2 separate regions of the Gossypium hirsutum genome follow, and region 2 is linked to region 1. A link is a contact called in public Hi-C data. All regions are on one chromosome and are shown on one strand. The core of a region is the stretch at or near the end of the contact, and the rest is flanking DNA. Distances in the headings are between cores, read along the strand shown.

What was found. A called contact is a pair of places that touch in the nucleus more often than the background predicts.
Region 2: a contact with region 1 is called in a Hi-C map of leaf, with 2.1 times the contacts expected there. The contact joins the promoter of LOC107932201 here to the promoter of LOC107940158 in region 1. A contact is called at or near these places in 4 of 34 Hi-C or Micro-C datasets (callus and leaf).

Annotation. Positions count from the first base shown.
Region 1 is chrA07:1,021,322-1,027,090 of Gossypium_hirsutum_v2.1, reverse strand. LOC107940158 (NADP-dependent malic enzyme) reads right to left here and starts at 4,048. Exons shown (of 20, transcript XM_041117070.1): 1 at 3,977-4,048; 2 at 3,535-3,776; 3 at 3,329-3,449; 4 at 3,174-3,248; 5 at 2,544-2,695; 6 at 2,360-2,465; 7 at 2,199-2,264; 8 at 1,989-2,084; 9 at 1,842-1,913; 10 at 1,680-1,763; 11 at 1,496-1,594; 12 at 1,303-1,350; 13 at 1,155-1,208; 14 at 964-1,062; 5 more. The coding sequence starts at 3,686.
Region 2 is chrA07:1,201,308-1,207,376 of Gossypium_hirsutum_v2.1, reverse strand. LOC107932201 (meiotic nuclear division protein 1 homolog) reads right to left here and starts at 3,857. Exons shown (of 11, transcript XM_041117079.1): 1 at 3,669-3,857; 2 at 3,389-3,469; 3 at 3,176-3,292; 4 at 3,037-3,075; 5 at 2,316-2,423; 6 at 2,164-2,226; 7 at 2,024-2,075; 8 at 1,867-1,911; 9 at 1,615-1,694; 10 at 698-797; 11 at 432-507. The coding sequence starts at 3,671. The coding sequence ends at 708. LOC121231935 (a long non-coding RNA gene) reads right to left here. Exons shown (of 2, transcript XR_005930182.1): 1 at 5,576-6,069; 2 at 5,113-5,434.

The sequences.
Region 1 (5,769 bases), core at 2,799-5,298:
CAACGTTAGCAGCTATATTAGCTGAAATTTTCCTAATGTTAGAGAATGGTGGATAAATAAGGCCCTTGTTGTAGTTTTCGTCAGATACTTGTTTAGCCAAGGCTTCCGCTGTTAATACGAAGACAGGCAAGAACAGTATACAGTTAATCTAAATCCCAGCGAATTTCGGTATGTATATGTTGTTGTGTTGTTCATAAGTTAATTATTGTTTACTTACAGGCAGCCAAAAGCATGTTGTCATGCACACGAATTGCTCCGGAGATGACCAAACCCAGACCAAATCCGGGGAAAATGTAAGCATTGTTGGCCTGAAATGACAGAAGAAAACACGGTGATCAGTTCCTGGTATTCATGAGATATTGCATATGGGGAGAATTTGCTATACTATACTAAACAATCAAATAATGGTCGGACCTGTCCAGGAACAAAAACTTTGCCATTGTATTCGAAAGGATCAAATGGACTTCCACTAGCAAAAATTGCACGGCCCTGCAAGATGCGGACAACGTTAATAAGAATGAGATTTTGAAGCAAATACGGCAACTGAACTTTCTGGTAGCTTTTACACCTTAGTTATGAGACTTACAGAGTACGAACTAAGAAATGAAGAATGTTACCTGACTCCAAGTATAAGCTTCTTCAGCAGTGCACTCAGATTGTGACGTCGGGTTGGAGAGAGCCATAATAAGAGGTTTCTGCATCATTATCAATATACAACAATGTAAATATTTTCCAGTTCCGGTTGGCAGAAAGTTATATTATACCAGAAAGCATATAGATACAAGGACTTGGTAAAGTACCTCATTGAAGGAGGCTAGAGTCTCGATAATTTCCTTCGTAAAAGTTCTTCCAACTCCAGATGACCCAATCAAAACAGTTGGCTTGATAGCCTGAAAAAGTACGAGAAAAGTAAGCACCGGAAATTAGTTTAAAAAACATGAAAGTAAGTAATATCTTTCTTACCTTGACAGCACCTAATAGATCCTTAACAGGTTCATGGTCATGAGCCCATGGTTTCTTGAAGTGTTGAAGTGATTCTCTACGAGAGTTAACAATCAGTCCCTGAAAAGTTTTTCTCATGCCGATTTAGGTGAAAATGGATGTTCATACGATATATTTATTTCTACAACAATCGAGACCAAGCTTATAGATACCTTTGAGTCCACAAGCCAGATTTTCTTACGGGTCTCTTCCACAGGAATTTTTGTCTGAAAGTTAACAAAAAAATAATCACTCCGAGCACTGCAATGGAATTTACGATCACTAAAAAGATCTGTAAAATTCTTATTAGTATGCTTTTACCTGCTTTGACATCTCGAGAGCTATAAGCTCTGCTATACCAGTCCCAGCCTGCAACAGTACAACAAAAGCAACAATCAGTGACTCGATCTAGAGGTATTTCCAATTGGTCCATTAAAAGTAAATTATTTCAGCATATTGCTCCCTTCCCTTCCCAGGAAAAAAAAAAATGACGAGGCAGAGATTGGTGTCTTACTTCCCCGGCACCAAGGAACAAGAATTTGTGGTCAGCTAGGGTACCACCAATCAACTTCAATGCAGCGACAACCCCAGCAAGAACAACGGATGCCGTCCCCTGCACCAAAAGTGATCATAAATTAAAGAAAAACCCAAACAATCGTAATGAGGGAGCTCCCTACAATGTTGCTAGAATAACCAACCTGTATATCATCATTGAAGACAAGGTGGGTTGTGCCGTATTTCGCAAGCAATGTAAAAGCATTATGATTTGCAAAATCTTCAAACTGCGTGACGTTTGAAGAACATGGTTAGGAAAATGCAAGAAGAAAATACATTCTAAAAGACAAAAGGAAGTGTCCTACCTGTATAAGAACTTTTTCCCCATAGTTCTGCTTGACAGCACTCATGAACTCGTGTAGCAAGTCAGCATATTCCTAAAATGTAACCAAAACAACCTCAGAATAACATAAGTTATGTTCATGATGATTAAGATATTAAAATCTGCAAACCTGTCCGGTTGCCCTCCTTTGTCTAAGTCCAATGTAGAACTCATCTTTCAACAACTGCTCATTATTTGTGCCCACATCGATGGTCACCGGTAAACACTATAGGGCGGAATCAATCATTATGATAGCATCATTACAAGTGCCGTTTATATCCAAAGATCACTTCTCCTTTAACTATGTAAAATTTCATCTTAAGAACATAACAATGCTTACCGCTGAAGGACGAACCCCTCCGAGTGCTGTGTACAAAGACAATTTCCCAACAGGAATTCCCATCCCCTGAATTTCCAACAGAATCATATCCAAACTAGTTACTCATTTACATTACAGAATACAAAAACCGCATTAAAACATTTCTAATTTAATCAATTTACCTGACAGCCAAGATCCCCAAGTCCCAAAATACGCTCACCATCAGTTACAACAATAACTTGAATACTCCTTTCAGGCCAATTCTTCAAAACATCAAGAACTTTTCCCCTGCAGGTTATTGTCAAATTAAATTGAGCCAATCCACTAGGATATTGAAATTATACAAAAGCAGAGAAACATTCATACTTCTCTTTCAAACTTATATAAAGACCCTGCGGTCGCCTAAAGATGCTTCCATACTTCTGGCAAGCTTCACCTACAGTTGGGGTGTAAACAATTGGGAGCAACTCCTCAACGTTATCAATCAAAAGCTTGTAAAACAGTCTTTCATTCCTTTCCTGTTAATGGTGAAAAACCAATGAGCAAAAATGAAAAAAAAAAAAACCTGTAGAGGGGAGGTCGGACTCTCTCTTTGGAGAAGTCTTAGAAGTGTCATCTATCAAGAGCCGACAGACCCCTCAACGGTGTAAGTATTGTGCCTGGGGTGTCTATGCTCGGTTTTATCCCTTGTTTAGTCTCCTTACTCCGCGAAGAGTCCCAACGGATTCACAGTGTGAAAGCACCTTGTCAACCAAAGAAATGTGAGCATGGAGGCCAAATGCTCACATTTCTTTGGTGGGCGAGACGCTCCTTCCCTGTGAATCTGTAGAGTATGAAGACAAAACCCGGGATAAAACCAAATTACACACCCCAGGCACAATTCCTCCAATGTTGCGGGGTCCGTCAACTCTCGATGGACTCCAAAGAGAGAGGTCCGACCTCCCATGACCCTCAACAAACCCTCTTTCCCAACAATTCCAAAGCTTGAAGTGAGACCTGAAGTTCCATCATGGCCATATATTTTTGCAGTGGAACTTGATATTTCCGGAGGTTATCCATCAATTTTTTCTCCTAGGAATTAAAACAAACAAAAAACATGCATTAATACCACTCCTCAAAATCTGATCATAAAAAGGGGTTTCAATATAAACCTGAAGCTGTTGAGTGACAACAGCAGGAGGCAGTAACCCAAGCAAGTAATGAGAATCCCTTTCTTTCTCAGTGAATGCAAGCCCTTTGTTATGATGGGGATCCCTCAACAATGAATATCCACTGTAACCATGGAAGAGATAGTTAAAAAAACTTTGTAAAAAAAACCCATAACCGAAAACAAAAGCTTTTACATAAAAAAGGTGACCTTGCAACAGAGTAAGCCCAAGGGGTGACAAGTTGTTCTTCGGTGGCACAATCCTCACCGTAAACATCCTCAACACCGCCACCGACGGTGGCTTTGGGGGACAAGTCAAGTACTGATTCACCACCTCTCATCTCCTTCAAGGTGCTCTCCATTTCTCTCTGCTTCAGCTGATACTATGATCACTTGGTCTTTTCTTTTAAATTTAGTTCAAGTGGATATTATACAAATAAATAATCAATCCCCTGAACATCAAAAAGAAAAACAAAGAACACTTTGATCAGCTGCTTTCAGTGTAGTTAAATTAGAGCATGAAACCAAAAAGTCAAATTGATGACTAAAAATTTTATATATTTTTTTATTTTTTAAATTTGTGTTTTTATAAAATTTAACCCTCTAATATTTATTCTTGCACTAAAATTTGAAATGTTGAACAAACAACCACCATTAGAAATGTTGCCCAAGCACCTGTTACTACTCAACAGAAAGAGTAGCTTGAGAAAGAGATAAATTTTAAAAAATTAAATGAGTAAATCAAAAAATTAATAGTTAAATGATCAAAATGAAATTAAAACCATAGTTGAGTGGCTATTTTTAAATTTACCCATAAAAATTTTTAAGATATTATACCACATTTTTAAATATGCCACGGCAAATTATTAAACAAAATTAGCATAAAAAAAAGTTAACAAAATTACTCTGCAAATGAAAAAATGAATAATAATAATAATAAATTAAAATTACGAAAAATTACATGAGGTGTTTTTATTTATTTTTTATTTTGATAATTAAAAGTAAAAAATAAAATTAATTGAGATCCATTCCAAATTCTCGTACCCAGAATTTCATACTTTTATCATTGTGTCGACTGTCTTTTCTAAACTTTCACCCTTATAAAAATATCACTGTCATGGTCAATTTGTCATGCACTAACAAAATGTGGAACAGACCTTAAGAGGAAAACAGCCTTTCCAATAATAAAAAGGAAGTGTATTCTTTTAGTGAAATCATTATCATATTAGGGTTTGAGTTTTTTTTTCTCTTAACGCTAGAAATTTGTTCTGATTTAAATTTTAAAGTTTTCAAGGATAAATTTAGAAAAGAAAAGTTTAAGATTTAATTTGAAAAAAAAAATTCAGACTTCAATGAGAGAAAAATTATCAAATTTAAGCATAAAATATAATTTAACCATTTTTCCGTCTATCTTTTATGCTGATATTACCATCTATATTTGAATTCTGTAGTTATCTTTTATAATAATTTTATTTTTAATATTCGAACATTTATTTTTTTATTGGAATTACAATCTTTAATTGTTTTTTTTTAAAAACTGGTGCTTTAAAATTTAATAGAACAATGCTTTAAATTTTTTTTTTTAGAAATGCTTTTAAAAGAAATTGAAAGAACAAACAAGAGTGATTTATTGATTTATTTGTTTTAAGAAAAATTATACGAATAACAATAGATGATTTTTTGACTTTATATTTTTAAACGAAATGGGTATTAAGAAAAAACATAAAGTAATATTTAGTCTCTAAATTTAGTGTTTTTCAATTTAATCTTTAAATTTAAATTCCGTTAAAATAAAAATAATGTTATATTTAAAATTATGTTACATCATCATATGAAAATTTTATATAAAATTAATAAAAAATTTCAAGTGATGATATGACATAATATCATGATATTCTAAAGAGGATGAATTTTCAAGATTAATGTAAGTGAAAGAAACTACTAAGTTTAGGGGTTAAATGTATATTTCTAAAAAAAAAAGTCTTTGTTGGAAAGTTGAGGCACCGTCTGAGCTGCGAGCTCTATTAATACTTTAACAAATAACCTGTGTTGTCCTATTTTGGAAGGTTTCGAATATTAAAAATTATATGAAAACAGTGGGGAGAGGCGGCTAGGTGACAGATTTAGGCCAAACGTGGTAGCCAAGTGGTGGTGGTGGGTGGCGGAGTTTTGTCATTTGTCAATAAAAGAAAGGCTTAGCTTTTTTATGTTTCTTTATCATTTACAGCACTTTGGTCATTGAGGTCCCATGAATGTTTATGGCATCATTCATTAGAATATACTCCTTTATTCAATAACAATACAATTTCGACATTTTTCAGTATCTCATACATATATTAAGTTTTAAATAAATTCAAAGTTGAGATATCGATTTTATTTTTGGTTAAATTTGTTAAAGTGAAAAGTTTTTAATTTAAAATATAAAATTAAGATTTATCATGTAAA
Region 2 (6,069 bases), core at 2,608-5,107, 180 kb before region 1:
CTTCGAATGTAATTAAAATATTTAAATTTAAATATTATTCATCAAATCTAATTTAAATGAACTATTTTTCAATTATTGAAATTTATTAGGGACCTTAATCCGATAAGTAAAAGAAAAATAAAATGAAATAATAGATCCAAATATTTAAATTCATTATCCACAAAAAGTAAAATGAATTCGGATAATACACATCTGAATATTAATATATCCACTTTGAATTTACCTCTAAATAGTATTTAAAATATTCATATCTAAACATTATTTGAACTCAGTAAACACTAATAAGATTTCATAAATATTTAAATACGAAATATTTACAAATATTCAAATCCTCATTATCTATTACCATCCTAGGATTATCTAAAAGTACTTAATATTCTATTATTTATGTTGATGATTTTTACTGTTAATTAACAGGAAAAAGGAAGCTATAAAACAAAGTGAAATCAAGATAGCAAATACAAAGCAACTGAGTCTAGATGAACCTATGTCCACCTTGGCCTTGACCTGGAATTAAACAAACACAAAACACTACTATATTATATTTGACCAGCTAAGAGCCTTAGATGAACCAGTTTTCACCTTGGTTACTATTATAGCTTTGAACATTTAATAAAGAAAGCAGCTTTTCTATGGTTGGGGAAAAGATAATATTTTGCACACAAGGTGTCTACATAAAAAGAGAAAGATGACCTACATGATATCGCTTAAGGATTGCCTTCTTCATCGCCAACTGCACATATTTGAATGGCTGCAGGCGAGAACTCCACGTAATCGAAATCGTCTGTAATTCCGATCTGTTGTTAAGATTTGAAAAGCAATGTCTTAGTGCATAAATTACTAATAGAAACAAGTGTAACAAAGGGGTTAGCTTCGAAACAAACGTATGCCCTGTAATAAGGAGTACAATTCTGTCTGAATAGTGAGTGGACAAAACAGAGAAAACCAGGTAAAAGTACTATGGAAGCCCCTAGAGTCGGATTGTATTTTGCTTCCTATACTAAAAAAATAGACAAATTAGTCTTACATGTTAGATCAAAAAGCAAATTAGTCTGTTCTGTTAAAAATTTCATCAAGGAAATAACCAAACAGTAACACGTGTACCAAATAATAACACGTGTACCTCATGCTGATGTACATGGACTAGTTTTTAACAGTTGAAATGGATGAAATTTTTAACAAAAAGACCAATTTGCTTTTTAATCTAATGTATGAGGACTAAATTACTATTTTTTGAGTAGAAAGGGTAAAATGTAATCTAATTTCTAGTGTAGGGGCTTCTATGGTACTTTTACTGAGAAAATCCCTTTTCTTTTAAGTAAAATCATTCAGTTTTTTTCGATTCTATGCACATAAATGCAAGGAACATGATGTATTATGGCAGCCATAGATAGAGGTTTATGTCATGCTCCCCACAAGCAAATTTCAACCAGAATTAACTCATTGGAAAGGTTTCGGATTTGAGCATTTCTCACTTGATTTGGAATAAATAGCAATTTTGGGTACCCTAAAGGCACAAGGGATACCATGGCAGAGAGGTGGCTGGAGCTATTTTCAAGTCATATGATAATTGATGGGTTCGTGCATATATGCAAATGAAAGTAAGCCATATACCTCCTTGTACATGTGTTCAAGCTGCTCTTTGGCTTCAGGAAAGTTGTTTGAGCACCACTGCCGCAGAGTGAAAATGTTGTCTGTGGAGGTTTTGACCATTATTGTTGAAAAATGTATAGAATATCACCCGGAATTCATCAAAACAACCCAACAATATTGAGCATAACTACAACTGTAGGCATCTATGTGCGGCACATAAAAGGGAAAAAGAATAGGAAATCAATATTATGCTAAAAGGTAAAAACAAAGTACCTGTCCATCTGTTTGCTGCTCCATGAGCAACCTCAATTGCTTTCTCTGCAAAAATGATTCAATAAAATGATCAGTGAGGTGTGAGTTTATTGAACCACAAAAAACCCTCAAACATGCTGAATCTCATAAACAAATGTTGTCCAAACAAACACTAAACTCATTGCTTCAAATGCAGCTGGATCATTGTCTGCATACTGTACCATCTCCTCCTGAAAATTTAGAACATATAGGACAAACTCAGATAGGGCTCTATACAATTTATTTATGTAGGAAACAAAAGATATGAAGTAATCAAACCTTAAGCTCATTATGTTTCAATTCTATGGCCTTTAATTCAGCCAAGGCCGTCTCTCTTTCGTCCTAGTAAATGCATAAATGTTAAAACCAACAATCATCATTGAAATGCAAAACTAAATCCCAAATCACTAAACAAACTTTAAGATACTAACAGATTCTTCACGCCCCTTCTTTAATTCATTACACTTATCAACAAGCTCCACGAATTTCTTCTTACTGTTCTCGAGATCTGATTCGAGTTTCCGTTGCACATGCCTCAACTGTTCCAAAATTTACATTAAAATTGATATCTATGTTCCTTCAACTCCTTACATTTATTAAAGAATCCATGTCGACACATGAATATGAGATATGACAGTAAAAGGTCCATGGAGGGCTTTGTATTAAAAGTCAAATTGCATTTTGACCTCTTTATTAAAAAATTGGCAACTTAATCCTTGTACGTTAGATTAAATACCAAACTAATCTTTCTGTTAAAAATTAATCCATTTTTACTGTTAAAAACTTTAATGGCTAACAAAATAACCAAATAGTTACACGTGACACGTCACATATACCTCATTTTGAGGTATAAAGACTAGTTTTTAACAATAGAAATGGATAGACTTTTTAACTGAAGGACTAATTTACTCTTTGACCTAATTATAGGACTAATTTAACCACTTTTTGAGTAGAATGGACAAAATGCAATCCAGCTCCTAGTACAAGGGCCTCCATAGTACTTTTACCGAGATATGATATCAAAGGACCTTACAAATACACGACCATACCCGTTTCGGGCACATACCAGTATTGACACTTACACCCGAGAGCAAGTAACATAGATTGATATAGCTATGTTAAGATAGAAAGGTATGCTAGAAATACAAGCACCTGATTTCCAGCACAGCTAGGAAGGCTCCAAAAGTATACCTGTAATTAATTTCATCATAAGAGCAATTAATTATACCTATAAATGAGAGAAAATTAACATATTACGTTGGAAATACTAATACAATAAATTTTTACTTACAGATGTTCCAATTTTATCCTTTGAAACAAGGTCATCATCAACCAAACTTTGAACAACATCTTTAACTGATTGGGTGATTACCCCTTTCTTAGGACCCAATTTTTCAAGCTCCTTAAGCTAAACTCATTAAATTAAATCAAGAAATTAATAAGAATTCAGAATTTCCACATATCTAAAAATAATTATTGCCAAAAAAAAAAATGATATACTTACGAGGAAGAAATCTTGAGATTCATAAAATATCTGAAGAATTTTCTCCCTCTTTTCTTCCAATGAAAGACCTCGTCTCTTCGACTGAAATCACAGTTGCAAAATACAACACAAATTCTCAGTAAATTTACAATACCATCAACAAATTTGAAGGAGATTCATGACAGTAATTAAAAATAACGTTAGATTCAACTAAATCTACTAAGTTAATGTTCGGGAACTGAGAAAATGAAGGAAAATAGAAGAAGCAAATGAGATTAGGGTTTATAAAAATTGATTTTACCATTGGCGACGATCCTTTTTTTTTTTTCAACGAAGGCACTGCTCACTTGAAAATTCAAAATTGAATCTGGGAATCTCAGTGGAAAGGGTGTTGAAATAATATACGCCATATATGAATGTGCTTCTTTTGGCGGGAATTCGGCCCAGTTTTACTAAAATATCCTCTGCATCTTTTACGTATTTACTCTTTTGGCTTTTTTCTTAAGCAAATGGCTTTTTATTTTAGATTGAAAAACTCTATAAAAATTTAAAAAGTAAATTGCATTGACAATCATTCAACTATTAATTTTTTTTTTATCATCCAACTATAAAATGTTATAAAATAATTATTTAATTATTTAACTTTTTTTACCCAACTATTCAAAATTCTTTTTTTATTATTATTACCAATTGTTAAATTACTAATGGAAATATATAACTTAACAATTTTTAAAATTGGCATAATAGCAACTATAACCCTCAACATTTATATATCATATCAATTTAATCTTCATTCTAAAAAAATTAACCCTCAACATTTACATATCATGTAATTTGGTCTCCTTTTTTTATAGTTCTATTTTTATTCGTGACATTGAAAGTTAATTTTAAAAGAACGAGAAAATATGAAAATTATTATCTTGAATGGTTGGGTGTTTTTATTTTTGATATATTTATGATCAAATTTAGTTAATGAATTTGTTTTTTTTTTTGTTTTTTACGTGAAAGGGTCACAAAAAAAATTGAAAAAAGAGAGAGCAAATTACACAGTGTGTAAACACTGATGGTTAATTTTTTTTAGAATCAAGACTTAAATTGACACAATATATAAATATTAAAGGTTAAAGTTATATTATGCCAAATTAAAAGCTTCCACGCCATTTTCCATCTGCAATTAAATTACTCGAGGTTTGACTTGTTTAAAATATAAGTTTTATTTTTTATCCAATTTATTTTTCGAATTTATATTTTTATCCAAATCATTTCACTTTTTTGATACATGAACAAGACACCAACCGAGGTCTAATTTCAATATTTTTTTTCTTTCCTCTAAATTTCATCCCAAAGTATTTTAGTCGGTATCATTTTTCTACACCAATTCTTCTACTTTTCCAAGGACAAACCTCGTCTTCTTCTCCCAAAGATAATAGTTTTCTAGCTAATAAAAAGTAAAAACCCTACCTTCACTACACAACAACACTGTTAACCTACTTTAAAACACTTCTGGGTTTTTCCACACTACTGAGTTTATGGTGAAAGTGGAGAGGTTTATAGATAGGTCCTTCCCTTCAGGGTTTAGGGTTTTGGACAAATACCCATTTAGTAAAAATAGGGTTTTTGAGGCTTGGGTAAAAGAATCTAATAACAACTTGAAAAGATTGGTTCCTTGTCAAGTTGGACTACATTATTTGCAATTACAAACAGAATCACAAGGGGAAAAATCACTTTACAAATAGAGATATAGATTAAACTTGGAAAGCAACCTTAATTTATGAAAACTGCAAATTGAGTTTATTGGTCTATATTGACCAACATATATACATACACACATACATCCATATAATACATTAATATCGTCAGAGTACCCTTGATTTACATTAAAAAAAAATCTCATTTGGGGGGTGGGGGGTTAATCCACCACCAATTTATCAAATAACAATTCTTATTTATATTTGCATAATGAAACCAAATATGATGCTATTAGCCAATAAGTCTTTAGCTATATGATAAGAGTGAGGATTAGGAATTTTGAAGTCTCAACCACATTTGAGTCCCATGTCACACCTGCTGCAACATTAACATTCAAGCTCTTAATATAATTAATTAAGATAATGAAAAATTTATTAATTGTAGGGAAACGTTCCCTACCAATTCAACTAGAATGTTATCAAGGTCATAATTTACGGGTAAAACTAAATACTGATTTACCATAATAACAAATAGACTCAACGGTGAGTCCGCTGTGGGAAGAGCCGTTGCTTTCTTGCTTGATAGGGGGGGCTTCCATTCACCAGCAAAGACTAAAAGTGCTCTCCGATCCGTGCTGGATAGTCACCCATCACACGGCTCTCAAACCTAACCTGTGGTGGATCCCCAGAGACAAAAAGCGCTTTTGCCCCATACTTTGAGATGCATGCTCCTCCCCGAGGGTGGGTTGGTTAACTGTTATGCGCGTTCTTTCTTCGAACTTATGAAATGACTCAGTCATACGTTGACTACAGCCATCCAAATGTGAACTCACTTTTACCTAGTATTTTTTTTCTGTTAGTACTATAAAGAAGAATTACCTAATGTCCTGTTAATTCAATAATGCCTGGTTTCTCGGCTGTACTTCTTTGACTACTTCCCCGGTAAGGCCCTCAAAGTCAACAAGGAAAGAAAACATCTAAGCCTCCTCTTCTAGGTCTGTTTCCCTATCCAAC